Regions from separate parts of the Rattus norvegicus genome. Here region 2 is linked to region 1. A link is a contact called in public Hi-C data. All regions are on one chromosome and are shown on one strand. The core of a region is the stretch at or near the end of the contact, and the rest is flanking DNA. Distances in the headings are between cores, read along the strand shown.

Region 1 (4,192 bases), core at 1,233-3,732:
AGCTGAGATATAAAACGTCCTTAAACTCCAAACTCCCCTATCCTACGGCCACCTGCTGCCTTGGAAGCTTCTCCAGGCCTCATATATGGTGCCCACAGTTGCTGAGCAATTTTTGGAGCCAGTCCTGACTCTAGAACCAGAGGATCAGGTTTGGCTAGTTGGTTCTGACTGGTGAGGACCCGGTCTCTCTAGAGACTGCTTGTCTAGCCTGAAGCTTTCCTTAAACCCTCATGCCTTTTGCTTCAGACACTGAGTTTATCTAAAGAAGACATTGCCCCCTGAGACAAACCCTGTGTCCACAATAGGGCTTCCCTGAAAAGCAGGCACCCAGCCCACAGGGCGAAACGCCAGGTGACTTTTGTGTGTGGAAAGGTTCCTGACCTGGGTGATGGAGTCTGGACTTTGGATCTATTCTCAGTGGCAATTGCTCGAGATGGACAGCCTAAACTCTGACAGGTCTAAAGATGAAGAGACAAGGCCTAACCGGAGCAAGATGGTTTTAGCAGTGGTTCTCAACCTGAGGGTCATGACCTCTTTGGCACATCTCTATGTCCAAATATATTTACATTAGAATTTATGGGGGCTGGAGAGCTGGTTCAGTGGTTAGAGCACTGACTGCTCTTCCAGAGGTCCTGAGTTCAAATCCCAGCAACCACATGGTGGCTCACAACCATCTGTAATGAGATCTGATGCCCTCTTCTGGTGTGCATGAAGACATCAACAATGTACTTATAATAAATAAACAAACAAATCTTTAAAGAAAATGATTTATAACAGCAGCGAGTAGCAAAATTATAGTTATGAAGTAGCAAGAAAAAGAATTTTATGGCCGTGGTCACTACAACAGTGAAGCACTGTGTTCGAGGGTCCCAGCAGTAGGGAGGTTGAGAACTATTAGTTTAGGTAGATGTAGAGGGAGATGCTAAGGAAGGTGAGGGCTTTTAGCATGGACTTCCTCAGGGCCCAGGGCAGTGATGGCAGGCCAGGCTAGTTTGAGAAAGCTGGGAGATACGTAGAGAGGAAAGGAGTGGATTTACAAACTTCAGCTTGAGGTCAGAAGAATGGGCTAGTCAGGGACACACAGGCCCACAGACTTCCTTATAGTTCTTATTTTAATGTTTTTGCATGTGTATGCATATGCACTGTGAATGCGTGTTTACATATGTGTGGGCACATGTGTATGTGTGGGCACCCCAGGAGTAGACATTGGGTGTTTTCCTACACTACTCTCTATTTACTGAGGCCAGGCCTCCTCCTGGGCTGGAGCTTGCTGACTCCATCGAGGCTAGCCAGGCAACCCTGAGGATGCCTCGTCTGTCTCACAGATGCTGGGATTACAGGTAACTGCCATACCTGCCCAGCTTTTATGTGGTTCTAGAGATCTGAATTTCAGTCTTCAAGCCTACACACACGGTGTTTCATGCACTAAGCCATGGTCTCCCCACAGACCCTTCTGAAAAACAAAATAAGTTTTGGTGTTTAAGTAATGGCAGACCCAAGGGAAGCTACAGTTGGGTTCATGCATCTGTCTGTCCTTCCATTTCAATCTCTGGTCCTGTCCGGCATAGCTATAGATGCCAGGGATACCCCGAGTGAGTGAGTGAGTGTGTGTGTGTGTGTGTGTGTGTGTGTGTGTGTGTGTGTGCACTGCGTGCACGGTATTCAACACAGTTTCAGGCCATATATAGATCTGTGTCATCACCATCACTGATGGTTCTTCCTGAATCAATATGGTTAGAAAATGGCAGAGAAGCTTTTGTGGGGAGGTGACCCCAGGTTCTCCTAATAATGAGCCTCCCTGATCCACCCCTGACTCTGTACCCTTTGTCCCAACTTTCTGCTCGGCTCAGTTTGGAGTACCCTCCCCCTGTGGTCCATCCATAAATAATGAGTGCCTAAGCTGCATTTACCAGAAAAGGATACATTATCTAGAAGGCTTTGCAGGGCCTTGTGTTAATTTTGGCTCGAGTAAAAGAAAACATACTTGCATGATTTGTCGATAACATTTAACAGTTGCATTTAGTGCTGGAGAGATAGCTCAGCAGTTAAGAGCACTGATTGCTCTTCCAGAGGTCCTGAGTTCAAATCCCAGCAACCACATGGTGGCTCACAACCATCTGTAATGAGATCAGATGCCCTCTTCTGGTGTATGCGAAGACAGCCACAGTGTACTCATATGTAATAAATAAATAAATCTTAAAAAAAGAAAAAACAAAAAACCCCAGCTGCAGTCAATCTTGGAGTAACCCTGAAGTCCGTGTCATGAGGTTAAAGCCCAGCTTGATGCACAAGTGACACCACTGGGGTGCTTCTGGTTTTTGACTAAATTCTACACTTTAAGGCGTCTTTCCTTTCTGAGAAACCTAGCAAGTGAACTCCAGCGAAAGCAAGGGAGAGGGAAATGCCCTATCTCCTTGATATCAATTTTATGCTCCATATATTTTGGTTCACTCACTAGCACTTGAATTCTTCCATCCATTAACTCTGATGTTGGAGGGCTGAAAATCGAAGCCCCAGACACACCCAGTGGAAAAACAGTCCTGCAGGCGTCAGAATCGGCAACTGGCGTAGTGAAACAGCGCCATCTACTGGCCATTCTTAGCGTTGCATCCTAGGATGGCTCTTGAATATCTTGGATTTGAGCCTTGTCAGTCTGTTCCTACAATGCCTCCCAATAGGAGCAATTTAGCCAACTTCAACGGCTCCCAGACTAAAGGAAGTTTTGTGTTGAGAAGTTAGTGGTCAAGAGGACGCCAAGATGAAGCTGACATGGCCTCCCACACCCTTTGGAAGGGGACAGAGCCAAGCAATGGTGACAGTATCTAGGGGCTCTGAGTCAGGCAGCATAGGGTTTGAGTTGTGAGTCTGTTCCTTGTCAGTTACTGGACCTAGGACAAGCTTCTTAGGCATCTTCATTCATTCTACGAGACAGGGCTTTCCTGGGGAGCCAAAGATGGCTTCACATTGGAGACTCTCTTGCCTTAGCACCTCTAGTGCTGGGATTATAAGGGTGAACTTATAATCATGACTGGATTACTTAAACTTTGGAGGCTCATGTTTATAACACATAGCAGGGAACAGGACTAGTGATCTGACCCTAATTAGGCCAGCATGGCCATTAAAAATATGTGAACTGGGCTGGAGAGATGGTTCAGAGGTTGAACTCATTGTCTGCGCTTCCAGATGTCCTGAGTTCAGTTCCCAGCAATCACATGGTGGCTCACAACCATCTGTAATGTGTTCTTGGCACCCTCTTCACTGCACATAATAAATAAATAAATCTTAAAAAAATAAGTGAACCACAAGGGACAAAGTAAATCTGCCAAATGGAAGATAAATGTAGTTATTACTGACTAATAAGACTAAGACTAAGAAGGAGGTATGGGAGACAGGGATGGCTGTACAAATGAGACACAAGAGATGAGGTTTTGTAGGATGAATAGGAGTTTTCCGTTCAAAGGGGAAGGGCAGTCTGGGTGCAGAAACCATGGATACAAATGTATTTTAGTAAGAAGTGTCATGCTGTACTTAGGACATTTCACTGAGTTTGGTGTGGTCTAAGCTTAAAGTATGTGAGGTGGGGCTGGAGAGATATCTCAGTGGTTAGAACACTTACCACTTCTACTGGGACCGGAGTTTGGTTCCCAGCATCTATGTACAAGGGCTCACAACTGCCTGTAACCCCATCTTCAGGAGATCCAATGTCCTGCTCTGGCCTCCGCAGACCCCCTTCATGCATATATGCACATGCATGTAGTCTCTTTTACTCACATACACGCCCACAATTGAAATAATAAAATGAATCTTTAAAACCCTGAAAGAAGCAGAGTCGGTGAGTTTGGCCGGAACCTCCAGGAGAGCTCAGGAGTCCATCTTGCTTCTAAAATTCCTCCATCCTCCCACCACCCCAGCCTTGACACTCCCTCTCTGGGCCCCCTGGAGCCTCCCTACCTCTGCTACCATTGCCACCCACCACACTGCCTCTGACACTGGCTAGCTACAAGGTTTGGTATAGGGTGAGCTGTGGCTTGGGACTAGCTTTTCCCACAAGCCACAGAAGTGCAAAAGCCACATTCTGTAAGGCACACCAAGACGTCGTACCTCTTGGGTGGTGCTTCCTCCACGGGCTTGGGTGGCTTCCTGACAGGAAGTTCGTCTCTAGATTTGAAAATGGACTATGGGACCATCTGGG
Region 2 (4,192 bases), core at 747-3,246, 62 kb before region 1:
ATGATGTATTTTCAGAACACTGTTGACTATTTTCCCAGTGCTTTTCAACTTGGCACTCGTGGGGGGAGGGGCTCCACATGCCTCATCTCCAACCTGCCTTGTCTAAAGGCATCGTTGACATCTAAAGACCATGCTAACAAAAGCAGACTAAGGCAATCTGCACTCACTGAACTCACCACAAAAGACTTCCAAGCAGATCTTTTGGAAGAGGGGTGAGAGAAAAGAAAGGGTGGGGGCCAAAGGGGGACAGCGGATATTAGCTATACTTCCAGTAGCAGGATGCTGATCCCAGTATTTTTCCTTGAGTCTAGTCTGAACTGTGTGTGTCTACAAAGAAACATATTCTACACGAAAGAAAAAATAGTCCAGGCTTTTTTTTTTTCCCCAAACGAAGCTTAATAGCGAATGCTTTGTTCAAGCAAGGGGAAACGATGTAATGACATAGCTTAATTTAAAAGCTCTCTGAAGACCAACCCCTCCCCCTCCCCCAACCTCTGGCACAGGTATTTTAAAATATCTACATCTTACCCTGATCTTAAAATTCTGGCCAAAGGAAATCTACTCATCAGTTCACTACTGCTACACGTGTGTGTCTCGGACTCCAGCTACCGATTGTGAGTCCAGCTGGATACACAAAGCCTAAGGAGCTGAAAACATGCAACTGTAAATTCTGTTTGGGAGGTAAAGAAAATGATGGAAGTGAGGCTGTCCCAAGCCACGATCAGCCGTGGTCCCTGGACTCACACAGCCTCTTCCAAGCCTGCTTCAATTTTCAAACCAAGCTGTTTCATTCTTGCCATCCCTCTTCCCCGGGATCTGGAGAGCTCGCTGCTTAGCCACTCAATACGATGACTATGCACCTTCAAAACCCTTACTAAAATCAGGCCTTTTTCAGGTTAAGGGCAAAAGAGCTGACCATACTGTCAACAGGCACCACACAGGTAGCTCAGGAGCGGCCAACAAGGGCGTTTTGAACCTCAAAGCGCTGGTTCTCCACATCCCTCCGCAGCGCTGCTCTGCGGCACGCAGTGGGAACTGCCAGGCCTCCCAAGCTGGGATGGGCACCCTTGCCTAAGAAGCTTGGGGGTCCCCTGGATCTGCTCTGCTTGTTGGCTCAGAACGCACAGCTGCCCCCGCCGGGCCACTTCTGGAACAAGTTGGAGAGGTCCGCGCAGGGGGACCCATCACTCCAGGGCCGCAGAGCTCGCAGGGGTCCCGGCTCGCAGCCGCCACGGACTCCGCAGCCGAAGTTGACCTCTCCAAGGATGGGAGCAAAGGACCTGAAACCCTGCGAGTGAAATGGGAGCAGACAGGAGGGTTCGCCAAAAAGGCCCAAGGTGGCCAACCAGCCTCTCCCCAGAGCCACCTCTCAGGGAACAAAGGGCTTCTGTGTCGGGCACTGCTGGCCCGGCCGCGTCCAGCTCTGGGGGACCAGAAACTTTTCCCGGGTATGGGCGCAGGCGGCGGGCACTAGGCATCCGGCACCAGGCGCCGAAGCCTAGCGGGTCCCCAGGGCGCAGCGCGATCCCCACGGCCCTAGCCTCCCGCCCCGCGCAGCCGAGGCTACCACTCACCTCCTCGATGGCCGCCACGGTGTTCCGGCACTGGGCCGTGCGCGTGGTGAAGCTAGAGGCCGTGGGCGCCTTGTAGTCCTCATGGGTCTCGGCCACGAATTCCGACACGGAGATCTGGTCCGGCATCGCCGCGGCGCCGGGGCGCGGACCGCCGCCGCCTCAGTCGCCCAGGGCGCGGGCTCCGACCCCGCCGCCGCCGCCGCTCCGGGCCGCGGACAAAGGGGAGCGCGGGGCGCGGGAGCCGCCGCAGGACGCGGGAGCCACCGCGGGACGCCCGGTGGGAGCAGGGGCGCGCGCAGCCCGCAGCTCTGCCCGCTGTGCTTCAGGAGCCGCCGCCGCCGCGTCCTCTCCGAGCGAGCCCAGACGCGGGCGCGCACAGCCGGCGGGAACTGCCCGCCACCCAGCCGCTGGCCCCAACGCCTCCCGCGGAGAGGGGCGGGTCCCGGCCGGGGAGGGGGCGGTGGCCGGCGGGGCGGGGCGGGGCGCAGGCCGGGCCGCCAATCGGCGCGCTCGCCGCCACCGCGCCGCCGGGAAGCGGAGGCCGCAGGAAGGAGGGCGGTGTGCGCTCCGGGCCGGTCAGCCGCTGCGGGCCGCCGCATTGTGTCTGCCTTCGGGGCGTGCAATGGTTCGAGGGCGCGCCCTATCCTGAGCTGCGGTGCCCGTCCCCCACCCCGCACCCTCCTTGAGCCCTAGCCACATTACCCAGAGGGCGTGGACAGGTACCGGGGACACCGGCTTCCGGGCTGGACGGGAGCCCACTCTTTTGCTCCCCAGTTCCACCCCTGGGCTAACAACCCCCTGAATTCCCCACCAGCATATCAGGGAAGGGCTAGTGTAGACAGTGTGGGTAGCTCGCCCCCTACAGGACGGTGAAATCCTCCAGGGCACCCTAGCGGGACTGGTCGCAGGGACAGGTTGGGATGCAATAATAATGTTCTTTCTGTCTGTGCGCCTCCTCACAGCCTTAAGAAGCCAGGGGTAAAGATGGGTATTTTGCATGGGAAGTTGACCATAGATCACCTGGTATAGGTGGAACGGGAGTTCAAACCCATGGCCTTCGACTTGGAAGAATACTTCCAGGCCCTAGTAAACATCATATTCCTTAAGCTTGTAGAATTAGGGATACTCCCAGTTACGTGTAAACAATTTTAGGGTGCTAGGCCAAGCTTCACCCTGAGAAGATTGCAGAACACACTGATATTGCTATCAGAAGTGGGGGGTACCCAAAAGAACCAGAGGTAGAGCATGAGATAAAGGGTGTTATTGTACCTGATGGTTCTCAGAGAGAGAGAGAGTACTCCAACCCGCAGCTGGCCGATCACGAACAAGACTGGGTCAATAAATCATCTGAATTAGTACATTTTCCTCTATATCGCCTATGGAAATTCTCAGCTGTATTTTAAAATCCAGAGGTTCTCAAGACACTAGTCAAAAATCACACCCTATAACTCCCCGAGGCTTGAGGCATGGTTACTGCAGCTGCCAACAATACAGCCTAGAGAAACTTTACAAAACCCTTTTGTGTGTCAGAAAAGGAGGGAGTGTGAGAGCCATTGTAAACCCAACATGGGAGATAAAAGTGGTCTCCTGCTGCCATAGGACAGTAGACCAGTCAATCTTTTTAAAGGCTCCCATGGACAAATTTGCTGTATGAGGTGGCAGCTGGGGTCAGACATTATGTATGGCTTCTGGTATTTTACTAGCACTGTGCGTGAATAAGTTCAGTCTTCAAAAATAGCCGTGCCGGTGGGTAGCTTTTATTCCTGCGCTGGGCAATAAACTGCAATCCCAGAGCTCAGCATCTCACTGCCACCTTCTACCCGTGTGAACCTCCATTCATTCCGTGTCTTGGGAACACACCTGTCTTGGCGTGTATACCTCCAGAGTACTGTGCTGTAGTACACACTCCCTCTCTTCCCACCCGTAAGTCCTTGGTACTGAGGACTGAATCCAAGGCCTAGAACAAGTGATCCACCAATAAGCTACCTCCCCACCCTTCATTTACACATTTTTAATGCATCAAGAGAAGAAGATGCTGATATTACCATTAGAGGCCTGGACACCATTATGTTTATTTTAAAAAATACCTGAAAATATCTATTTTTAAAAATAATTCTTGCTGGGCATGGTGTCACACACCTTTAACCCCAGCACTCAGGAGTCAGAGGCAGGTGAATCTTTGTGAGTTCAAGGATAGCCAGGTCTACACAGTGAGTTCCAGGAAAGCCAGGGCTCTACACAGAGAAACCTTGTCTCAAAAAATATATATAATAATTCTTAATGAAAAAAAAATTGTCGGGGCTGGGGATTTAGCTCAGTGGTAGAGCGCTTACCTAGGAAGTGCAAGGCCCTGGGTTCGGTCCCCAGCTCCGAAAAAAAAAAGAACCAAAAAAAAAAAAATTGTCCTGAAACTGAATTGAGGCAATATATAATCTTGTTTATCTCATATCATACAAACAGTTACATTTTACTGTAAAATATAAATGTTCTAGATCCCATTAGGGATTGGTTCAAAATGTATACCATGTAAAACTATGTTAAATATTAAAATCTGAGGGGCTGGGGATTTAGCTCAGTGGTAGAGCGCTTACCTAGGAAGCGCAAGGCCCTGGGTTCGG

What was found. Hi-C and Micro-C count contacts between places; a contact is called where the count stands out from the background.
Region 2: a Hi-C map of Schwann cells shows a contact between it and region 1, with 9 times the contacts expected there. The contact joins the promoter of Asap2 here to the enhancer-like site in region 1. A contact is called at or near these places in 7 of 12 Hi-C or Micro-C datasets (the A7r5 cell line, Schwann cells, frontal cortex and 4 more) and 1 of 1 datasets of contacts at active chromatin or transcription factors (oligodendrocytes).

What each region holds. Positions count from the first base shown.
Region 1 is chr6:46,322,736-46,326,927 of GRCr8, reverse strand. No RefSeq gene overlaps it. Among named protein-coding and RNA genes, the nearest start is that of Asap2, 62 kb to the left of the region's middle. Within about 2 kb of position 2,482, at least 2 of the 93 cell types and tissues checked have an H3K27ac peak or open chromatin away from gene starts, as enhancers often do. A contact at or near this core is called in Schwann cells, where this site is marked.
Region 2 is chr6:46,384,409-46,388,600 of GRCr8, reverse strand. It overlaps Asap2 (ArfGAP with SH3 domain, ankyrin repeat and PH domain 2), which reads right to left and starts at 1,996. Exons shown (of 27, transcript NM_001108704.2): 1 at 1,575-1,996. The coding sequence starts at 1,700.